Regions from separate parts of the Macaca mulatta genome. Here region 2 is linked to region 1. A link is a contact called in public Hi-C data. All regions are on one chromosome and are shown on one strand. The core of a region is the stretch at or near the end of the contact, and the rest is flanking DNA. Distances in the headings are between cores, read along the strand shown. Region 1 holds the start of RAB3GAP2 (RAB3 GTPase activating non-catalytic protein subunit 2). Region 2 holds the start of MTARC1 (mitochondrial amidoxime reducing component 1).

What was found. Hi-C and Micro-C count contacts between places; a contact is called where the count stands out from the background.
Region 2: a contact with region 1 is called in a Hi-C map of fetal cortex germinal zone, with 2.5 times the contacts expected there. The contact joins the promoter of MTARC1 here to the promoter of RAB3GAP2 in region 1. A contact is called at or near these places in 2 of 14 Hi-C or Micro-C datasets (fetal cortex germinal zone and fetal cortical plate).

Annotation. Positions count from the first base shown.
Region 1 is chr1:78,061,157-78,067,938 of T2T-MMU8v2.0, forward strand. It overlaps RAB3GAP2 (RAB3 GTPase activating non-catalytic protein subunit 2), which reads right to left and starts at 3,733. Exons shown (of 35, transcript XM_077937751.1): 1 at 3,503-3,733. The coding sequence starts at 3,617. It also overlaps the pseudogene LOC106993500.
Region 2 is chr1:78,611,442-78,618,223 of T2T-MMU8v2.0, forward strand. It overlaps MTARC1 (mitochondrial amidoxime reducing component 1), which reads left to right and starts at 4,162. Exons shown (of 7, transcript XM_015115809.3): 1 at 4,162-4,498. The coding sequence starts at 4,224. MTARC2 (mitochondrial amidoxime reducing component 2) reads left to right here. Exons shown (of 8, transcript NM_001257477.1): 8 at 958-1,247.

The DNA of each region.
Region 1 (6,782 bases), core at 2,483-4,982:
TTGATTTAGAAGAGTAGTACATTAAACCGTATTTGTAAATCTATAGGTATAGTGCAAATTAATCTAGATGTTTGGGGTATATTTATATCCCCAACTGCCTGTGTAAGTTGGACACATATTCAATCTGTATATACCTGAGTTTTAGCACCTATAATTGTGCCATACTATATTATAACCATTAGCCACATTTGGCTACTTAAATATAAATTAATTAAAATTAACTTGAATTTTAAAAATTCAGTTCCTCAGTTGCACTGGCCACATTTCAAAGGCTCAATAAACACATGTGCCTACAGGTTACCATACTGGACAGTATAGATATAATGATGAAAATAAACAGGATGATATGACGGACAATAACAAGTGGGAACAAGGGGGTTGTATTGACTACTTTAGATCAGGTGGTCAGAAAAGGCTGCCCTGAGTTGACATTTGAGCTGAGACTTGAATGACAAGATGCAACTAGCATGCAAAGATCTGCAAAAGGCATCCAAGGCATAGACAACAGTGAGGGCAAAAACCTCAGCCACAAATGTGGTTGGCTGGTTTAACAACAAAAAAGAGTGTCTGAAGCATAAGAAATAAGAGGAGAGGTGTATAAGGTCCAAGAAATGGCAGGAAGCAGAGTCTCAAGGGCCTTATACACCATTTAAGAACTTTGGATTTTATGTTAAGTGAAATCAAAAACCATACAGGGTTATAAACAGGGCAATGTTAAGCTGGGTGCGGTGGCTCAGGACTGTAATCCCAGCACTTTGGGAGGCTGAGGCAGGTGGATCACAAGGTCAGGAGTTCAAGATCAGCCTGGCCAACATAGTGAAACCCCATCTCTACTAAAAATACAAATATTAGCCGGGCATGGTGGCGCATGCCTGTAGTCCCAGCTACTTGGGAGGCTGAGACGGAAGAATTGCTTGAACCCGGGAGGTGGAGGTTGCAGTGAGCCAAGATCATGCCACCGCACTCCAGCTTGGGCAACAGAGTGAGACCTCATATCAAAAAAAAAAAAGAAAAAGAAAAAAGGCAATGTTTTGATCTAAATTATGTCTTAAAAGCTCACTCTACCTACTGTTGAGAATTATTATGGGAAACCAAGAGTGAAAGCAGGAAGATCTGCTAGAAGAAGACATATCATATCATAGCCCAGGTTGAGAAAAGATCATGGCCTGGACCAGGAGAGTGGTAGAGGGATAAAGAAAATTTGTTCCTTTTTTCTACATTCCCTATCTACAATCCTGCATCTGCTATCCTTCACAGCCAAGCTCCTTGAAATAGTATACTTCACTTTTTAACCCCTTATCCTATAAATATGCTTTCTGCCTCCACTATCCTACTGAAACTGTCCTAAGGTCCAAGTTACTTCCACCTTCCCAAAACCAATGAGCACTTTTCTATCCTTTTCTTACCTGACCTCTGCTGCATTTGCAAAACTGCTGACTATTCCTCACCTTCATCAAGTTCTCACCTTCCTCAGCTCCAAGGGCCTTACTCTCACCTGATTTTCCTCTTTCTTTTACTCCTTCGCAGTCTTCTTCCCAGTAACCTCTACTTGACTTTTAAACACCAGTGCTCCTCTAAGTTTACAGCTTTAGTACTCAGTGCATTTCACAACATACATAATCTTTGAGACTGAATTTACAGTTTTTGCTGTTAGCTCCCCAATTAACGTCTCTGGCCCAGTACTCCCTACTGTTTAGACTATCTATATCTGGTGTTCAACCAGATGTCCTTACTTGGACATACTGTAAACATTTAAAATGCGAAAGGTTGAAAATCTGTATCCTTTATTCTCTTATTATATACACTTGTCCAAACCACAAGCCAAAGACTTCCTAAACTCCCCCTCACTTACTAGTTACAATGCCCATCACCAGACCTTCAGAAGGTCCTGCAGATTCTAACTCCTTTATGTCTTTCTAATCTAGTCCTTCATCTTCATCCTGCTAAGGTTCTTAATTCAAGCTCATATCATTTCTTGCTTGGATTACTGGAAGAGCTTCCCAGTCCATTTCCCTTCTTCCAATCTCTCCTCCACTTTGCTACCAGAGCACATTACGGGTCTTCAACAAACGTTGTTGATTACATTAAGTACAAATCTGACAATGTCATTTCTCTACTTAAACTTTCAGAGAAACGCCACAACTTTCACAGGGCTTCTCATGGTCTAGCTCCTTATCACTATTACTGCCTCATTGCCCCAATTCTTCCTCTCCCATCCTCGTCTCTAGCCACTCAGCTTTTCTTAGTTCTCTAAATACCATGCCATTTCAGTCCTTCCTCTGCACATGCTATTACCGCTCCTTTACTCCTCTAACTAGTACTTCAAAGGTAGGCTTAAGTATCACCACTTGAAGAAAATGCCTCACATCTATCTCAATCACATTGAATGGAAGTTAGTGATTTGTCTGTAAACCATAAGTTCCTAGAGGCAGGGTCCACCAACCTTATTTGGTTTGTAGCACCAATGACTGGCACAGAGTATGTAATCATTCACAGATGGGTTTGATTTGATATCTTCTAAATTTTTTTTTAAAGGGAGAAGAGCTTAGTGGGCCTTATATCACCGTTCCGGCATAGCACAGAGTAAGAACACTGTACTACAAAGCCAAACGTGCTTCATGTTGGAAATGCAAAAATAAAATAAAATAAAACACAAGGCACACCCTTTCAAAAGATGAAATGTAGGAAATTCTGAGAGCCTATGTAGTATCTAAGAAACCAGCCTTGGAACTTTATACTACGTGGGGAAAGGCTTATTTAACACTTTGATGATAAAAATAGGTGGAAGGCTTCTCATCCCAATAAAGCAAATTAACCTTTCTTGGCTATGTCACTGTAATTTTAGTTCCTAATGTAGATTCTCGTTCACTTCCCGACAGGTTATTTTCCTTCTTTGAGAGACTCTTACCACCTTAAGAGTCACTCATTTGTCAGTCAGCCATTTGTTCTCAAAATCTGAATGGGGGAAACGCGGATGAAAGAAGGGAGAGTGTGGGGGGATGATCAACACTTTCGGAACGAGAGGTGGTAGAAGGCCACAGTCCCCGGGATGGAAGAGTGGGCGCTGGGGCAATACCAGAGTGGAGCGCTGACATGTGGCAAGGAACGGGGAGGATGCGATCACGGAGCAGGCAACATGAAACAAGGGACGACCCCAGGCTGAAGATGGGAGACGGAGAAGATACTTAGAGAGAAAGCTAGGAATGTGGGGGGAGGGGGGAGGGAGGAAGTGGTGATAGGCAGAGGCGAGAGGAAACGAGACGCAGTTTTGGGCCAGGGATCAGAGGGGCTGAGGAGAATAGCTGGGTCGAGAGGAAGACAACACAAATGGGGCTTCAGGACGAGGTGGGCAGGGGTTCATCCCGGAACAGAGGGGAGGCACGGGAAGAACTGGGGGTCCAGAGGGCAGAGGCAGGAGGCGCAGAGCGAGTAGGAGACCCGAACCCGCCGAGCAGAGGCCGCGGGTGACGGGGGAAGGAACGGAGAGGTGAGAGGCACTTACTGGGGTCCCTCCGCAAGGCGCCGCTGGGGATCTCCTCCCGCAGGTGAGGAAAGAGGAAGTCCCGGGCGGCCTGGAGGTCCTGGAAGTAGCAGAACTGGACAATGGAGCAGGCCATGGCTCCGGGGAACCCCACTACGGCACTCACCTTACCTCACCACGCCCTGCCCCCTCCACCCCACTGCGGCCGCCGCCGAGCCCCAATAGCTCTAGCCAAACAGAAGGCGGAGAAACCAAACCGGAAGCTGTCACTGACACGGGTCCGCTGTCTCGGAGTACTGAGCAGGCGCAGGCTGGCCCAGGCGCCTAGGGAGGGCTGGCCAGGGTCACGTGACTAGGGCGCCGCTGCTGCAGGTGGAGCCAAAGTCTACGTGGAGGCTTGGGGCAGATTTTCAGTCCCAGTTCTGCGTCTACACCAAGGAATGAACCCTTTCATTCATTCTGGCTTTTAGCCAGAGGTGTTCTAATTGGACTTGTCCGCGCAGGCCTTTGACTCATTCAACCAATCTTATTGATGCCCTAATATTGGCACGATCTTGATGTTTCACAGAAAATAATTCGTTTTAAACTAGTGGCAGGCCAGTGGGGGACTGTATCCTGCAAGAGTCGGATTTTGAAAAGATTAATTGCTCTTCCGGAGATTAGCCCCGTCAAGGCTGGCTTTAAATGCTCCTGCTATAAATTTCCATAGTACTATGCAAGCCCAATATAGTACGTGTTAAAGTGTATTATACTCTTATGTTTTCATTATTCATTTGGTTTTTCATTCATGCATTCATCCATCCATTCGACAAATATTTGTTAGCCTTTTAAATGCCAGCCACGCAGGGTGCTGAGCATTAGAGAACAAAAGAGAAGAAATACCTTTTCCCAGAAAGTTAGAATTCTAGTGACTGATACAGGCAGTAAGAAATTAATTACAGTAGTTCACTTTAATCCAAGGGGATATGTTCTAAGACCCCCAGTGGATGACTGAAACCATGGATAGTACTGAAACCTGTGTATGCGTGTTTTATTTTTACCTGTACATACATATGATAAAGTTCAATTTATAAATTAGGCACAGTGAAATATTAACTATAACTAATACTTAAAATGAATAATGTGGAAAATGAACCCATGGATAAAAGGGGGGACTACTGTACTCAACTATTTAACTGAAATTGTGATCATGCTAGTAAGTGCTTCATAAATATTTGCTGAAGAAATAAATGGAATGTGTACATAAAGTAAATAGAATAACCTGTTTCTTTTACAAAGCACTGTTTTTGAAAGTACTTTACATTGTCCATTTGGAAAGTCACAAATACCATCTAAAAATAGTGTGTCTTATCTCATTTTTTAAATGAAGAAATTGAGTCGTCTCTGAGCAGACTTTAAGTTATTTTTCCAAAAAGTAAAAACAAAAAAATATATTTTAATGTGAACACAAAGATCTGTAGGCACTTACACATTCCCCAAAGGAAACTTAAAGAGGCCATCCACTTTTTATGAGAAAATGGCACAGGAATAAATAGAAAGCAAGTGGATGGGGTCCAGAGCATCCATTTCTGTCTGTCCTGTGGACATACACACTTTGTCCTAATAATATAACAACTATAATTTAGTGCCTAGGTTCCTACTCCATTATTTCCTACTTCTAGAGTAGGATGCTTTTCACAAAATAGGGCAGGCAATTTCTATGTTATCAGGTTAACAGCAATCAGTTCTTCACCTATAAAAGGCAGTTGAATCAGACATGCTGTAAGGTCCCTTTAAGCATCAGGGACCTATACTTCTGTAATCAAAGCTTTCAGAAAAGGCAAGCTGCCGGTGCTCCCTTCTTCCATCTGAAGAAATGCGATGTTTCCTCAGATCATCACTAACTAGGATAATCCAGCCCTGATATGATTATTCCCTAAAGTCCAGCACCAATCCCAAACTAAACTAAAATTTAAATTTAGATTCTTAGTGTTACTGGATGAATAACGAACACATGACTCTTTCTGGAAGGGGACTGTCATTCCTTGAAAACCATTCAAGTTCCTATTCAGGTAAATGCATTTTATGCAAGTAACCGCTGTTGGCTGATTCTGCTGGCCTTTGTTCTGCCCTGAGGCATTCATATGTCTCCTGTGGTGGTCATTGAATTTCATTACTGTGTTGGCTCAGTTTTAATGGTGAAGTCCCTGACTTCCTTCCAAGTACTGTTGAAAGGATTCATTCATGGATGTTTTTAAGGACTTTAGATACCCTTCACAGAAATTACAACACATTCATGAACTGAACTCTTCCCCCAGGAAGTTGTAACGCTGCAGGGGAGATGCCTCTGGAGTTCTGCTACCATGGTTTCTGTAGCATGTGGGAGGATTGCATCAGACAGTGAATATCACTTATTCCACAGTCATAAGAAAGCACATTGCGAAAATGTGCAGGCCTTACATATCCCAGCATTGACAGTGTCTTTCTGAGGTCTGGGTTCAGGAGGTAGGAAAAGGACTGTGACCAAAATAACAGCAGGATGAGTCCAGGTACTAATGTGAACTTCCTCCATTATCCATTAGTGTGAGTCAGAGCACTGATGACTGCTGTGAAGAGAGAGATGTGTGCTCATTTTCTCTTGCCACCACCATGTAAGAAGAGCCTTTCATCTCCTGCCATGATTCCGAGGCCTCCCCAGATATGTGGAACTAGTGATACAGAGATGTGACCCAACATGTCTACCTACAGGGAGGAGATGTGGTTTTTACTGGAATATACTGGCAAGCAAAAGTTCTCTCCTTTTGGCTTTCTCCCTGCTTCTGAGGTAGACAAAAGAAGAGTTGTTCAAGTTAATAAAAAGGTCGAGGGGTGGCGCCAAGATGGCCAAATAGGAACAGCTCCAGTCTGCAGCAACCAGCGTGAACAACACAGAAGGCAGGTGATTTCTACATTTCCAACTGAGGCACCGGGTTCATCTCACTGGGGCTTGCCAGACAAGTGGGTGCAGCCCACAGAGCAGGGCAGGGCATCACCTTACCTGGGAAGCCAAGGGGTCAGGGAATTCCCTTTCCTAGCAAAGGGAAGCCATGACAGACAGCACCTGGAAAATCGGGACACTCCCACCCTAATACATCGCTTTTCCAACAGGCTAAAGAAGAATTGTTCAAGTTAATAAAAAGGTCGAGGGGTGGCGCCAAGACGGCCGAATAGGAACAGCTCCAGTCTGCAGTTCCCAGCATTAACAACGCAGAAGACGGGTGACTTCTACATTTCCAACTGAAGTACCAGCATCATCTCACTGGGGCTTGCCAGCCAAGTGGGT
Region 2 (6,782 bases), core at 2,912-5,411, 550 kb after region 1:
TATGTTTTTTATTGCCATCATTCCATCATGATCCAGTCTTAGGTTCCATAGTGGATATAAACATGACACAGGCTTTTCCCTTGAAGTGGGCAAAAAGGAACTACACCTCTATTGACTACTATTATGACTAGGTATTTGCATAACCATTACCATATTTCATCAGTTCTGAGATCCTATTCTAACATCTCTGATATCAGTCAGCTTCTTATAACATTCAGGGTGCCTTTTGAAAAATATCAGTGATGCATAAAATTATCAGTGAATCAGTGATGCATAAAATAATGGTGCATTTTACAATTGGTATATCTTGGATTTGATGAAATATAATAAGTATTAATACTAGAGAGGAAACTGTGAAGCTCCTAAGTGCCTGGCATTTCTAAAAGCCCCATTTGGGAAGAGTGGACCCAAGCCTGAGCCATCTAGCTTGAGTGAAACTGATCCTGTGTCCTGCTGTTCCAGTCATGATTGACTGGACCTGGATCAATGTGTGAGCCAAGGGCTTTCACGTGTTCTCTGCATCTGAGGGAGCCCAGTGGCTGTGAGATACCTTAACAACTGAGGGTTTTCCATGTCACTTGGTCACAAACTCATCTAACCAGATCCTGTTTTGCAGTGGATGGAGGCAACGAACATCTGTGGTTTACTCAGCCTCAATTTCCAATTGTCTCTGCTTCCCAGAAGGCCTTGTGTAATCTTTATCTGTGAGAGGATCTCTGTGAGATAGATATGATAATAGGCATTTTATGAATGAGAAACAAAGGCTCAGCTAAGTCAGCTGATGTACGGTCTGGGAGCTGATGTGAATTAGAGCTAATAGGCCATGCTTTCTGCACAGCACTGCACCATACATTTATATGTATAACCTCAATAAGTGACTGTTTTGTGGGAGTTTGAATTATTTATGAACAGTAGGATAAATAACCAAATAACCAGAGATTCTTATTATTTATTCAGGCTTCAGCACCCAGGAGGGATTGACTGAGATCTTAACAACAGCGGCAGCAATACCTCAGCAAATCCTTATTATCCAGCCTTCAACTATTTTTACCCTGGAAAACAATCTCGATTTTTGACTTTTCAAAGTTGTGTATGCTCCAGGTTAATGCAAGGAAAGTATTAAAGGTGGGAATATGAAGGTATATGTATAAATTTTAGGTACTGAAGGCTTTAAAAATAATTAACATCATCAAAAATGCTATTTTGAATGTTATCATGGCTATTATGCTTTTACTTCCTGACTTTTTGATGAATAAAGTAAGTTTAATGAATCAACTAAAAAGCTGCAAAAATGTTTTTAAAATGTGTTCCTTTTATTACCTATCAGGATTACCTGATGTGCAGGACACATGATACCACACTCACAAATGCCTAATATTGGTCTTTACGTGGCCATTGAGTCCTGTTGACTTTTCACTCATGTGCTCTAGCATTATGGAATCTGGGCTGTACTTGAGTATGGAAATTCTCTTATAGACTTAGTTTTAATATTCTATTACACCTTTGTTAAGCCATATAAAAGTAATCTGTTTGTGTGTAACTGCCAGATACACCACCTGGAATTCCAAGTAAGATAAAGAAGAGGACCTTTAAAAGAGGATGGAATTTTGAGGGTAGGATCGCAAAGAAGACAGCATGAACGTATTTTTTTCAATGCAAATAATTTTTTTGTAACAAAAAAACGAACTACTTTGGTATGATCTTAAGCAAAAATATTCACTGAAATAGTATATGGATGAATTCACCTACTTACAATTTTATTGTTTCTTTGTAACTAATAAACGTGAATCTCAATCCTGCTTTATCTTTGGTATTTATGAGTCTTCTTCCTGGGCTTCTCTCTTTATATTAGAATTTGAGTCACTGCAATTTATTTTTCCTTACCCTTTCTGATTGCCTCCAGAGACACAATCTGACTCCACAAACACTGGCTTCTGTCATTGGCAGGGGGCGAGGGCATTGTGAGCTGCAGGCACACCGGTGTCCTGTCTGTGGCAGGATGGCCAGTGTCCGCAAGGGGCCTTCCTAGTGGTCAGTGAGGAGTGGTTGTTCCCTCCTCCTCCATTTTCCTTTGCTGGGTTCTGGGACTGAAATTCACCACCATCCTCCGCACCCTGTGAGGTAAAAGTGGTAAGTGAGGCCGGGCGCGGTGGCTCAAGCCTGTAATCCCAGCACTTTGGGAGGCCGAGACGGGCGGATCACGAGGTCAGGAGATCGAGACCATCCTGGCTAACACGGTGAAACCCCGTCTCTAGTAAAAAATACAAAAAAATAGCCGGGCGAGGTGGCAGGTGCCTGTAGTCCCAGCTACTCGGGAGGCTGAGGCAGGAGAATGGCGTAAACCCGGGAGGCGGAGCTTGCAGTGAGCCGAGATCCGGCCACTGCACTCCAGTCTCGGCGACAGAGCAAGACTCCGTCTCAAAAAAAAAAAAAAAAAAAAAAAAAGTGGTAAGTGAGCTGTAGCCCTGGGTAAATTCTGGAAGTGATGAAATGGAAGAATCAGAACTTTAAAGTCAACCATTAAAATAGGGGAGCCATTTTTTCCTCTTAAATTTTCAAAGAGGAATTCAGGAGGGAGATAAACAGAAACACATATTTGGTGCCCCGGAGCTGCCTTTCCGAGGAGGATCAAGTGGTACGTCCTGCGGAGCTGTGTCCTTTACAGACAGGGTGTGACCTGGGGTTGGAAGAGAAGAGACGAGAGCAGAAAAGCAGGACAGATAAGTGTTCAGGCCAGTAAAGACAGAGCCTCCCTGAGCACGGAACTGCTCTGCAGTGAGTTGCCATCTGGAGGAGAGGGTTGTTCTTTTCTCTTGGCGAACTCCCGCTTCTCTCTTCCAAGGCACCCTTGCCCTGCATGGACAATTCTGGCTGAGTCTTGAAATGTACACTCCTGGCTCAGGGGACCATGGCTGAGCTGCGGATGACACAGGCTCTCGACCAAACTTCAGTCTCCTCTGAGCCCTTTTCTTCATGAGGCCTTGACCTTGCCACCCTACTCCCTGCAGAGCCCAGTTTAGCAAGAATCCTGCTTAGTCAGTTTCCAGAGTATTCTCCCATCCTTGATATCTGATCATCCTTGATATCTGCTCAGATTCCTCATCTGTCACCCTCAGTGTGTAAGTCCTTGCCTAGTTCAGTAGAATCCTGTTAAGTGGGTTTATCAAGAATCCTCTACACTTGATGTCTCCTCTTAGTGATTTTTCATTCACTGACCCCCAGGAACTTTGCTCTTTGGCTATAAACCCCCAGCAGTCTTCGCTGTAATACAGAGCTGAGCCTAATCTCTTTCCCCTATTGTGATGCCCCTGTTACAATAGCCGTGAATAGTCTTCCTTACCTTTTTAATAAGCGTTTGAGTAATTTTTTCCTTTGATAGCTTGGTACATCAAACAGGAGCCTGACTCCTAAACCATGCTGTTCGGGTGTGCTGATATTGTTGACTGGAATATAACCTGATTTGGAAGTGACAAGTGACTGAGGTGAGTGCCTGCAGGACCAGGTGACATTCCCTCCCGCCAGAAGCAGCCTGGGGACCTTGTGCAGTGCTGAACCTCTGAGCCAAGGCCTTGCCAATGCAGCTGCAGCTGAGGCTCCCCGCCGGGAGCGTAGAAGGCGCTCTCAGACGCCCATTGCCGCTCCGAACTGCCGCTGGGAGAACTCTGGCCTTGTCCCGCTGGCGCAGAGGGCCTGGTAGCATCCTCCTCCACCAGACCCCCACTCTTTGGAACCTCCCTAAACCCCGGGCAGCCTGCGGGGACGGCGGCCGCAGCAGAGAGCTGGACACTGCGCAGGCCAGGCAGGGCCAACCCGCTCTCTACTATTCCTGGGAGAAGCTGCTGCCCGCTGTCTGATTTTTAATTTCAAAATCACGCTTTGTCCTGCAAATGTTGTCTATTGTTTATTTTAGGTCAAATAACCCCATAAATACGTAAGTAAATAAACTGGTCACTTGCAGAGATCGTGGGGGAGGGCACGGCGCCCTGAGCTGCAGGCGACGGAAGGTTGCAGAAGCCATGGGGCGCAGACCAAGTGGAAGCTGAGCCGCCACCTCCCACTCCGCGCGCCGCCCCCCAAAAGGACGCACTGCTCTGATTGGCCCGGAAGGGTTTGGGAACTGCCCACCCTTTGGGCTCAGGGCCAAAGGCCGCACCTTCCCCCAGCTGCCCGGGGCTACCAGCGCGCTGCGGCCTTGCCGCCGGCACCTCGCGGAGAAGCCAGCCATGGGCGCCGCCGGTTCCTCCGCGCTGGCCGGCTTTGTCCTCCTCGCGCAGCCCCGGCCCGGGTGGCTCGGGGTCGCCGTGCTGGGACTGACCGCGGTGGCGCTGGGGGCTGTCGCCTGGCGCCGCGCATGGCCCACGCAGCGCCGGCGGCTGCTGCAGCAGGTGGGCACAGTGGCGCAGCTCTGGATCTACCCTGTGAAATCCTGCAAGGGGGTGCCAGTGAGCGAGGCCGAGTGCACGGCCATGGGGCTGCGCAGCGGCAACCTGCGGGACAGGTACGGCCGAGCGCGGGCGCGGGGCAGCGCTGATCCGCCTCGGGCAAGGGTCTGAGAAGGGAGGAGTGCAGGGGAGGTCTGCAGAGTCTGCTAACAGGTCCTTCCTCCTATTACAAAGAAACTGGGAGTTGGATGAGAAAAGGCCAAAGAGAAAAAGGAACCCTCAGCCCCCAGCATCAGATCCCGGGGCTCTGGGACTCTGAGCACATGGACCCGTTTTCCCGGGTTGGGCGGATTTCCACCTCTCACTGGCTCTTTGGCGTCATGTGCTCCTGCTGAGGTGTGGTATCGCTCCCAGGTGTCTGCCAGAGAGCAAACTTCTTAATCTCCATTTAGTGGAGGTGGCTAGCTTAAAGAGATTGGTTCCCAGTAGCTTTATTTTCAGTGACTTTCTTGAGATCTTGGGGAAAGCTGAAACTGTAGAGTCCAGCCCTCCAAGAGCGCACCAAGGCGGGGCTCATAATAGTAATGACTGCAGTTCAAGGAATACCTTCAGGCGCGGTGGCTCACGCTTGTAATCCCAGCACTTCGGGAGGCCGAGGCGGGTGGATCACCTGAGGTCAGGAGTTCGAGACCAGCCTGACCAACATGGTGAAACCCCATCTCTACTAAGGGAAAAAAAAAAAAATTAGCCGGGCATGGTGGCGCGCACCTGTAATCCCAGTTACTCAGGAGGCTGAGGCAGGAGAATCGCTTGAACCCGGGAGGTGGAGGTTGCAGTGAGCCAAGATTATGCCACTGCACTCCAGCCTGGGCGACAGAGGGAGACTAAGTTAAAAAAAAAAAAAAAAAAAAAAAAAAAAGGCGGGGGTGGCATTGCAGATGCTATTTTCCCCAATTGTCTCAAGCACCCTTGTGGATAAAGAAGCTGAGTTCAGAGCCACACAGCAGCGGAACCAGGACTCTTATTTTCTTTAGCACACTGGGGCTTTGTAAAGAGTGATCTTGTTAATGTTCTGTCTGGGTTCTGAGAGCTGCGTGGATTCCTGGGGTTCAGCAAAGGCTGCAAAACCCGGGAGCCGGCGGCTTTGTCCTCTTTAGGGTCTGGCTTCAGGCCAGCCCCGGGTCTCATTGTGAGGCTGCACTTGAAACTCCTTTCCAGAGAAGCCCTCGCAGCTCAGCAAGTAACACAGGACTCATGGGAGCTGTAACCTTTCTCCTACCAGCTCCCAAGACAGAGGGCAATTCATGACATAGTTGAAACGTTAGTGATACATGCATCTTTGCTTCAGGAAGAAAACCAAGGATCCTAAATATTCCATGTTTTGGGCCAGCCGCGGTGGCTCAGGCCTGTAATCCTAGCACTTTGGGGGGCCGAGGTGGGCAGATCACGAGGTCGGGAGATCGAGACCATCCTGGCTAACACGGTGAAACTCCGTCTCTACTAAAAAATACAAAAAATTAGCTAGGCTTGGTGGCAGGCTCCTGTAGTCCCAGCTACTCGGGAGGCTGAAACAGGAGAATGGCGTGAATCTGGGAGGAGGAGCTTGCAGTGAGCGGAGATCGCATAACTGCACTCCAGCCTGGGCGACAGAAACACTCCGTCTAAAAAAAAAAAAAAAATCCATGTTTTGTATAGTAGACTCTGAAAAGTGGTAGAATTTACTGAATTAGTTTTTGTAGGCCCGAGAGGCAAAGGGCCCTGGAATTTTACTACGTAGATTCAAAAAGCAGTTTTTGAGCTCATATTACAATAGATGATAAGAAGAGCTGGCCTTTGTACCAGACACTATGATAAATTCTTTATTTTCGTTCAACACACACTCCCAGAAAGTGTGATCAAGAGAAGCCAACACTGGCTTACAGTCCTAGGTGATAACCAACTAAACAGAGGTTGTGACACGTGCCAGCGTGCCAGCATAGAGGTTGCAGTGCTGGAAGCTGGCTGGAGCCATCAGGGACAACTTCAGAGAGGAAGTAACAGCTTGAACTGAAAACCGGAAAATAATTCAGAACTTGCTGGGCAAGTAAGTTGGGAGAAGAACTTTCCAGAGAGAGAATAAGCTGGGCAAAGGCACTTGGCTTGAGAGGATGGTGTATGCTGGGGAAAGGCTGGCACAGTCTGTGCCGGGTTGTCCAATCTTTAAATTTCCCTGGGCCACATCGGAAGAAGAATTGTCTTGGGCCACACACAAAATACACTAACACTAACAATAGCTGATGAGTTAAAAAAAAAAAAAATCACAAAAAAATCTCATAATGTTTTAAGAAAGTTTATCAATTTGTGTTGGGCTGCATTCAAAGCTATCTTAGGCCACATGTGGCCCACGGGCCATGGGTTGGA